2 separate regions of the Zea mays genome follow, and region 1 is linked to region 2. A link is a contact called in public Hi-C data. All regions are on one chromosome and are shown on one strand. The core of a region is the stretch at or near the end of the contact, and the rest is flanking DNA. Distances in the headings are between cores, read along the strand shown. Region 1 holds the start of LOC103634426 (probable protein phosphatase 2C 31). Region 2 has its middle 12 kb from the start of LOC100282988.

What was found. A called contact is a pair of places that touch in the nucleus more often than the background predicts.
Region 1: a Hi-C map of leaf shows a contact between it and region 2, with 3 times the contacts expected there. The contact joins the promoter of LOC103634426 here to the enhancer-like site in region 2. A contact is called at or near these places in 14 of 25 Hi-C or Micro-C datasets (bundle sheath, ear, endosperm and 3 more) and 1 of 3 datasets of contacts at active chromatin or transcription factors (leaf).

What each region holds. Positions count from the first base shown.
Region 1 is chr1:40,459,910-40,464,971 of Zm-B73-REFERENCE-NAM-5.0, forward strand. LOC103634426 (probable protein phosphatase 2C 31) reads left to right here and starts at 3,465. Exons shown (of 4, transcript XM_008655952.4): 1 at 3,465-5,062. The coding sequence starts at 3,807.
Region 2 is chr1:40,377,983-40,382,712 of Zm-B73-REFERENCE-NAM-5.0, forward strand. No RefSeq gene overlaps it. Among protein-coding and RNA genes, the nearest start is that of LOC100282988, 12 kb to the left of the region's middle. Within about 2 kb of position 2,184, at least 20 of the 20 cell types and tissues checked have an H3K27ac peak or open chromatin away from gene starts, as enhancers often do. A contact at or near this core is called in bundle sheath, ear, endosperm and 3 more, where this site is marked.

The sequences.
Region 1 (5,062 bases), core at 2,215-4,714, 83 kb after region 2:
CTAGCAAACACTTACACACAAACATGTAGGAATTTAAGACAAATGTGATGCAAGCAAGCAAATGTAATGCACATCAAATGCATCAAGCATATATTCATGAACTTTCCTCCCTACTTGTGTGCTTCTCTTGTTCAATAAAATTTGATATCTTTGCATTTTACTCTTGATCCATCTGTACTCATTCTAACTCAATTGACCAATAGATCCTCCTAAGTCCATTTCCAACTCTCCCTCTTGTGTATATTTCCATCCTTGTGCACCCATAAGTACAAGTCCATATCCAACTCTTCCTCTTGTGTATATTTTCATCCTTGTGCACAATTTATGTATCCTTGTTCTAAATTATCCCCCTTTGTCATTAATTACCATAAAATGGTTGCACCAAAGCTTTGGGAAGGTTGACATCACTTGCAAATATTATACCACTTGAAGGTACTTGATCATTTTTATGGACACCACCTATATGACAAATTTCTTGACACCACTTGTATAAACTTATTATAGTTGAGAGATGCTTTCTTTTGATGGTCAGTTGACCACTTGAAGCCTTGTAGGATACCACTTGTATCTTGTCCTAGACATCACATGTAAATACCACTTGAAGGAATATATAGGTCTAGATACTACTTTGTTGGTTTTGATATTCATCTGCAATTAATCATTTAATTCATGTGATGATTTCTCACTAGTTTTAATTTATCTATTGGAAAATTTGTTAGTGATAAAAGTATGGTCTTATATTAGATTTTCATGAGCAACATTAAGTTTCTCATGTCAATTTTAGCTCCTCATGTGAACAACTTATAACATAAAGTAGATATTTTTGTTGTTCACATGCATTCTTTAGAAATGAGTTTTGTTCTTCTAATTTTATTGTTTTAGCTTTCTTATTTGTAAAATGCATGTTCATGCTAGCGAGTCTATCTACAAGCTTATCATATGAATAGGAGTGATCAACCACATTAGCATTGTATACCTTTCTGTCACCTTGTGACATGAAGCAATGTGGTGATGATGGGCTTGTAGAAGCTTCACTCTCATAACTCGAGCATGAACAATCATCATCAAGTGAATATTGGGTAGAGATATTATCATCATCACTTGATTTTTCACTTGAGTAGTAGCACTCACCAACAACTTCCTTGTCATTGATGTTCTCACCACCTTCATGCACATCCTTGCTCTTGTCATTAACAATGAATTCCACTTACATCCCATCAAGATAACTCCATATCTCATGGGCGGTCTTTTTTATGATGTCTTTGAACACATATTTACTCAAAGATCGATGTAAAATGTTAGTAGCTTGATGTTCGAGGTCTAGGCATTTTTCTTCCGCTCAAGTAAGATTTTTCTTATTCTTATCCAAGGGCTTAGGAAAGCCTATATTTATGATCCACCATAATTTTTTATCAAGAGTTCATAGATATTTTATCATTGAAAGTTTCTAATGCAAAAGCTTGTACCATAAAAAATTAGTGGATCACAAGTAACCACTAGACCTTTAGTCTCTATCTTACTTACTCTCAAGTTGGTCAAGACCACCAAATGAGAACCTAGATTTGATACCACTTGTAGGGTCAAGATGGTGGACTAGAGAGTGTGAATATCCTTTCTAAAACTAATTATGTTGGCTAACCAAAACAAATGCAGAATTGAAACTACTCGATCTAACTAAGACTACACCACTCTATATATCATAAGCACCTTACAAAAAATCATATTTAAAGCAACTAAGGTGTAAGTCTAGGTGGTGCTCACCTAAATAATTCTAGTTGGAAAGGTTACAAACCTATGCAACTAGTACTGAAACAATGAAACTTCCTACATATACTAGTCAACAAAGCACATAGGTATCGTTTGGTTCAGATATTTGTAACGTAATGGGTAAGTGATAACGTTAAATCATGTTTGTTTTAGTCTCACCGTAATCAGATACCATACTAAAAATTGATACCGGACTATTCAAACTTATTACCGACAGTAATCGAATGTAAACCATTACCATTACCCTTTACGTTACATTTCTTGAACCAAACAGCACCTAAATCCTAACCACACTAGCACTACTCAACTAGCAAAACTACACAACCTAAACTAGAAAGGTAAACAACTTAACTATACAAGTTAACAAAGGATATTAAGCTACATAAACTTATTAGCACAAGAGAACAACTACATTACTATAGAAGTAAACTAGTTATAAGAACAACACTAAACACTACTTCAAGTATAAACAAGCTAGTGATAAAGAGTTTCAAACCAACGGGAAGAAAAAAGTTGACACAATGATTTTTCTCCCTAGTTTGGTGATCTATCAACCATTTACTTTTCATTGAGTCAAGCCCATATGGAGTGCTTACACCCTAGATCTAGCACCTGATCTTGCCGGACCACTTGGCGCTCTTCACAACTTGAACTACTAGTGTTGTTCTTCGCATCTCCCATGGGGTGAGCGTGGTACCCCTCATAAAGCCTTCTCTAGAGCCACACACACAACTTCACACATGTTTTCATGGATCCACAAGTCATCTAGGAGGTGGCAACCTCCAAGAGTAACAAGCACCACCAGCTTGCAACTCGATCACCTAGTGCCACTTGATGCAATCTCTTAATGCAACATACTAGGAATCACTCTCTCACACACACTTGGATGTGTTCTCTAGCAACCATATAAGTGTATGGGCCTAAGACTAAGCACAACACTTGGGCAACACATCCCCAAGGTGTTCTACTTTAAAACCAGCCCAACCACCCTCTCTATTTATAGATAGAGCAAAAAACTAAGCCTTTACGGGCTTTTTAGGTGTCACCTTAGAATTTTTGGCCCAGTACCCTCAGAAAATCTAGAGCGGCTCAAGCCCACCCTAATGATTGATCAATATGTTCAATACACGCATGCACACTCTGACCTAAAAAATTCCATTCACCTCGCCTCTGTGGGGTCCGGAATTTTTGAAAGTGGACGAAAATAACTCTAGAAAACAAAGGTTAGAAAATTAGAGTTGTTTAGAATTTCTGAACAAGACTTTTCAACTCGACTTAGAACGACCATAACTTTTTCATCCAAACTCCAATTTCAATGATCTTGAACTTTCAGAAAGTTTATTCAAAGGGCTACGCAACCCACTTTAATGCGTACAACATATTAAACTATACTATATTTTATAAAGATGATATCTATAAAATCAGGAAAGCGTTGTTGCATATCTCACGTTAACCATCCATAAAAATACACACCGCTCAATTTGTATACCCACTTTGTCGTATACTAAGTTTCAAAAGTTAAACTGATATGTCTGCGGCTAGCATCTAGATATGCGTACACCGTATCTTCAAGATATGCTGACATTAATTTTAATCCAACCGCAAAGATTTGTTGAGTGTGCTTGTTGCTTCGCCGCTCTTCACCCTCCCCCTCGGCCCAGTCCTATATAAAGCGAGAACCAAAACTTCTTCGATTCATCCTAAAGCCTTCAGTGCCTCAGAAAACCCTTCCATAAGAATTGGATACTGTTGTGAGAGCTGCCCTCATTGTCTTTGGTTGTCTACAACTACAAGTCCTTCATGAGAATTGGAAAGAGTATATAGAAAAAAAACCTTGTCGTTTTAGTTTTGGGTACCCCAAGCAAGAGCGCCACCATTCACTCGAAGGTGGGCCTGCCCCTCGTCGCATCGCTCGACTCCAACTATAGTCAACTCCCATAAACAAACGATCTTCTCCTTTACCCTCCCTTTCCCAAAAGGTCAACTCTTCCATCCCCTCCACTCGCCGATCCCCAAAATCCAAAGCCCAAGGAAACAAAATGGGCAATGGCATCACCAAGAACCCATGCTTCTCCGGTGACTCGTACGCCGCCGCCGTCGCGTCTGACCCGCTCCCGGACGACAGCCATGGTCACTCCTTCACCTACGTGCCATCGGGCGCCGCCTTCGACCAGCCCCAGACGTCTGCCGCGACGTCGTCGGAGTCGTCGTTCTTCTCTCTGTCCGGCGCCGCCATCAGCGCCAATCCGGCGACGTCGGCGTCGATGCCGTCGTTCCGCCTTTTTAACGAGCTGACGTGGCCGCCGTCGACCGCGTGCACCTTCGAGAGCTCGCGGTCCTTCTCTGCCATTCCTCTCCAGGCGGCGCCGCCTAGACTTTCCATGTCCGGGCCGGTCCAGTTCACGTCCGGCCGGTTCTCCGAGACATCCGGCTCCACGTCCACGATCTCCGGCACGCCCTCAGACCGCCCATTCATGTCAGGGCCGCTCGACCACTCCTTGTCCATCTCCTCGTCGTCCGCGGGGCTCCTCCATCCGAGCGTTTCTCAGCTCATCGCTGAGCGCCGCGCCGCGCGCTCCCGACTCCGGGATGAGCGATCCCTGCTACGGTTCTTCGTCAGGACCGCCTCCAAACTCTGGCTCGGGTCGCCGCGCTATGGCCGCCGGCCACAGGAACCTGCTGATCCGATAAAGTTCTCCTTCAGCGATGGGGACTACCGCTCGCCGCCGAACAGCAATGTGGAGTGGGCTCAGGGCATGGCCGGCGAGGACCGCTTCCACGTCGCGGTGTCCGAGGAGCACGGCTGGGTGTTCGTCGGAATTTACGACGGGTTCAACGGCCCCGACGCGACCGATTACCTCTTCGCCAACCTCTACGTCGCCGTGCACAACGAGCTCAAAGGCTTGCTCTGGGACGGCATCCAAGCAGGCGACAGCGCCAGGTGCGGTGAGCAAGAAGCGGGCGCAGGCAATGCCGAACGCCTCTGTATTGCTCAGGCCGACGGGGACGGCGCGGAGGCTAAGCGCAGACGGACGGAAGTGCCCATGCCAGGCAACAGCGCCACGCCAGTGCACCGCGACGTCCTGAGGGCGCTGGCGCGGGCACTGAAGAAGACGGAGGAGGCGTTCTTCGCGGCGGCGGAGGAACGCGCGGCCGAGAGCCCGGAGCTGGGGCTGATGGGGTCCTGCGTGCTGGTGATGGTGATGAAGGGCACGGACGTTTACGTGATGAACGTCGGGGACAGCCGCGCCGTGCTGGCGCGGAGGCCGGAGCCCGACCTGAAGAACGTCCTCGG
Region 2 (4,730 bases), core at 934-3,433:
GTACTAGTGCTACTAGGTAATGATGTTTTAGTGATTTCTGCCACTAGTAACCCATAATTCATGTGTCATAATCGACGAAGCTATGCTACGACTACGATGATCACTATCCATGTGATTGGTAGCCCGGTTGGCTATGTGCAGGCTCAACGGGTGCATTGACTATAGCCGTGCCCGTGATTGGTCTCCTGCGTAGGACGAGATGAGCCTGCTCACGCGCATGCAGCACAGTTAATTTTTTCAGCTCTCGCTTGTATGCGTGGGGATGCTGAGAGGAGGCGTCTCTGTTGATCCAGGCCGGCGCGAGCCTAGCGCTCGCGGTCACAGGAACCAATCACGCGGTATATATCTCTTCATGTGGCTAGCTCTCCGTCTTTGTCTTTCTTTGTTGCTATATTTTTTTTTGAAAGGGAAGAATTTTTATTCATTCAAGAACAGTACATCGAGAAGATACAAGTTCTTGAAAGTCACTTCCGGCCTCTGCCCATAAGAGCATACTGTCCAACGGAATCTAAAAACACACACTAGTGGCTATCAATCCGAAGACTAGACCGCCAACCATGCTCCCGGGAAAAAAACTTCTTGGCCACTTGAGTCAAATGTTGCGTAGCCATTACCAAAAAATTGCATGAGTCCTGTCTATGTAGCACAACCCATGCGCGAAGTTTCTGGGCTACAGTAAAAATGACATGAGTAAGAACCCATAGCTAAGAACACCACCACACTGCTATCGTGTTGCTCTCCTCCTATGTACACATGTTGTCAGAACAATAGACCTAGATCTGAAGTTCTATCCATTTGTGTGTTTACAAGGGTAGACGGACGATCAAGTTTTTGGGTAGCACACATCGATCCGACTGTTCTCTTTGTTGCACTTCTATTCCTTGTGTTTAAGTACAATATGTGTGCACATGATACTAGTAATAACACGGGACGACCGGTGTGGCATATGGTATACAGCACTGGACATGAAATTTATGGAAGACTACAAAATATTTAGGGATATCCACGAGACACCAAATATTCCACCACATGGTACTTAAAAGGGAGCTACTACACCATAGGAGATTGGAGAGAGCAATAAGGCACCGGGCGTGTCGTCTAGTGAAGTATAGACCAAAACATCGATACCGAATCTGTTGATAACTTTTTTTTTTTTTTGCAAATAAATCGATATTGAATTTGTCTGATTTTCCAACACTGGTGGGGCAATACGGGCGCGCCTGGCGTCCGCCGGCCGAGATGAGTCAGTGGCTGCCCCACCGGAGTTGCTTTCAGGCAGGAGGAGGACAGGGATGGACGAGCACCGGCTCGCCACAAGCGTACAGTACAGGTACAAATCCATATGGAAAGCGGGAAATTCTGCTACTACTGCTGGTGGTATACGTCGTTTGACCCTTCCCCGTACCGATGCAGAGATCACCGAGCTGACGCATTCCATTTGCGCGTCATGTATCTCGAGGATACATATTCGTGTCAAGTACACGTACTGACGTACCTGATGTTCTACCAGCAGTACGCTTGGCTGAAAGCGCAGGGTTGTCGTCGATCGAATCCATATCAGATTCATCTTCACTTCTTCAGACACTAGAGGATTTTGATTTTGCGCAGCGTCAGCGACCATGCGTTACATCCATCTTCAGAGTCATGACAGTCGTTGGTGATGATCTACGAGCCTATGATAACAAGGATCGTCCAAAGGACACTTAAGTTGGTGACGGTATGGTGTGTGTGGCTGTGAGAATGTAGCAGAGCGCACCACAAAAAAGCAGGACAACGAGGCAGTTTTGACTCGCTCTTGGAGAGAGAGAGCGCCTATGGCAACGACAGGTGACGGCAACGCTTCTCCTTACCAGAGAGGGCATCGCCCACCGTTGACTCGTGCACTGCCCGTCTGCCCCTGCACGGCATGCAAATGCATATTCCTGGATAAAACAGACACTACAGTAGAGACTTGGAAATCGGCAAGGCCCGTCGGAACCATTGGCCCAAAATAACACGCTACTGGGCCTTCAGATTTCGCTTCGGCTTTGGGCTAACTTCCAGTGGACCGGAGCGACGCATGACGCATGGGATAATTATCTTCAAATTCGATTTTAAATATTCGGCCCATGCATCCTCGCTGTGCGTCGTGCAGTGCACAGCCCACGGTGCAGGGCGTGACAGAAGCCGATAGAAAAGTGGACGGCACGGCCGCAGCGGCTTGGCATGGCAATTGGCAGGTGCGTGCGCGGACCTCGCTCGGACGGAGGCGTCACGCGGCGAGGGGCGCAGACGCGCAGGCACCCCGGCCCCGGGTCATTTGTTGGCGACGGAATGGGCAGCCGCCTTGCGTTGCGTGTGTCCGGGGTGCGGCGCAGACCCGCAGTCACTCAGGCCGTCAGGCGGGACTGCGCGGGAGACCCGACGCTTGTGTCGTCACTGTGGCCGATGCGGCGATGCCCGATGGCAGCTTGCCAGTTTTCGTGGGATTGGCACGTCTCCTCCGGCCTGCGCGGCCTCGTTGGTTTGACTTCAGTTCAGCCCCAAGGATCACACTCCGCACGCCCACATGTGCAGCGGTGTAGATCGTCGAGCACCTCTCGCGACCTCTTGGCGGATTTCCTAGCCGTGTTTAGCCAGGCACCGCGTGCTTAGTTTATTAATCTTGGAGGACATCGATCGCTTAGTTTGTTGCGTATGCTCTGCGCATTTATTTGTACCCTCTCTCGTCGAATATTTCAGACGGCCTGCATGCTTGAAGTATATGGGAGTGGTTCCAGTCCTCTGCTCGTGTAGCTGCAAGTTGGTTTGGTTGGTCATGCCACCAATGGAATTTAAACCAGGCTACTGGTCACGTCATTTTGCTTCAGGCACACAGCAGCGGAGCCACATACGGAACGACTGCACACTACTCCAGTACTCCTTCCATTCTAATATATAAGGCGTAACAACCTCTGATTCAAAAACCAAAAAATATACTTAATTATTTCTATACCACTGTATCGATGTATGTATGCATAGAGAGCACACCTTATATTATGGGACAAGAACAAAAGATAGTTACGCCTTATATCTTGAAACGGAGTGAGTAGTTTCCCAGGTTGGGTCCTTCAACTTTCAACATAGAGAGAAACCGGATGCAACTCAAACGTATGCACCACACAACGCGAACCAAATGCCAAAATTTATGGAAATTTTCTATTCCAATTTCACATTGGGTGTGCTCATATATAATGAATCCATGGTAGTTGCAGACAACAATAATACCAACAAGTTTAAGCGGTAGTAAGTACTCCCTCCGTCCCAAAATAAAATATATTTTCAATTTTTTAGTGGATTCATACAATACTTGGTGTATGCCCTCTATATATGTGTCTGTATTCATTATCAGCCAGTTAATATAGATATATAAGTCAAGAGCTAAAAAACGAGCTCTCATTGTTTGGTTCATCGTTTATTAATTCGAGAAGAGATTCTTCACATCTTATAGACACAGTGATGATTATTTGCGAGTGCACCGGGCTAGAAAGTTAAATACATATGTTATCTTATCTGTTGCCAGATAGGATCTTGGAGTGAATAGCCTATAAAAATTGTTTAAAAAAAGCTTATTATAAAAAACTAGAGATAAGATAAAAACTTATATGCAGAAGTATATGACTTAATCTAGTTCTACTTCTTACTTTAGTTGAAAGTAAAAGATGTGAACAAAGATAAAACCTTTGCCTGTCTTGGGGTGTAGCCTCAGTGCCTCACCTCTCTTTGTTGAGAGAAAACATTTGAATACCCAGCCCTCAAGCAACCAATCATCGCCGCCATAAGCATTACTCAGGGCGTAATTGAGCTTGTTTACCTCCTTTTTAGTGTTTCATTTTCAAGGTTTAGTAAGGTATTATCTGTATTCTTGCCCATGGATGATAAATTTTTAGTTAGAGCAATAATGATAGGTGCATGAATTGAATCATCAATAATATCGCAAGAAACACCTATGCTTGTTATTCCAATAGGTTTCTTCTTTAAAGCAAGAAGAGATGAGTGAGCTTCTTTTAGTTTCCCATGAGTTTCTACAAGGGTCTCATGAGAAGATAAATCCTCTCCAAAAGATTGTTTAAGAGCTTTGTGCTTCTTGTACAATTTTTGTACTCTTCTATTTTTTGTTCATGAAAGAATTAGCCTTAACCTCTTTTAATAGCTCAATCAATTCTTCCTTATAGGGTTCCTTCTCAACCTCACTGTCCCTCTCATTAAGATGTACCTTTGGCTGGGCTCTTGGCCATGTAACATGATGGAGTGTTGAAGAGTGAAACTTTGTTGTTGGTGGCAATGCTTGCAACCGCCTATTTTTTATGTTCTTCTTTTCTTCATAATCATATTCGCTTTCACTCAAAGAAGCATTAGAATTTCATTCCACACAATTTGCATGCCCTTTCTTATTCTTGAATGCCATCTTCTAACCTTCTTTGTTTTTCTTGCCATCTTTCTTTTCTTCATAATTGTGTACACCTTCGATAATTATATATTCTTAGCTTACACATTTTTAGCACCTTCTATCTTTTTTATTTTTTGATGTTGGCTTTCTTTTTGAACTATACCCCTCATTTTTCATGAATTTGCTAAAGCATCATACGAAAAGGGCCATATCTTCATCATCTTCATTACTTAAGCTTGAACTTTCTTCACTATCACTTGATTATTCAATATATTTGTTTCTTATGTCTTTAGATGTTGTGGCTTTAAATATGTAAGGAAAA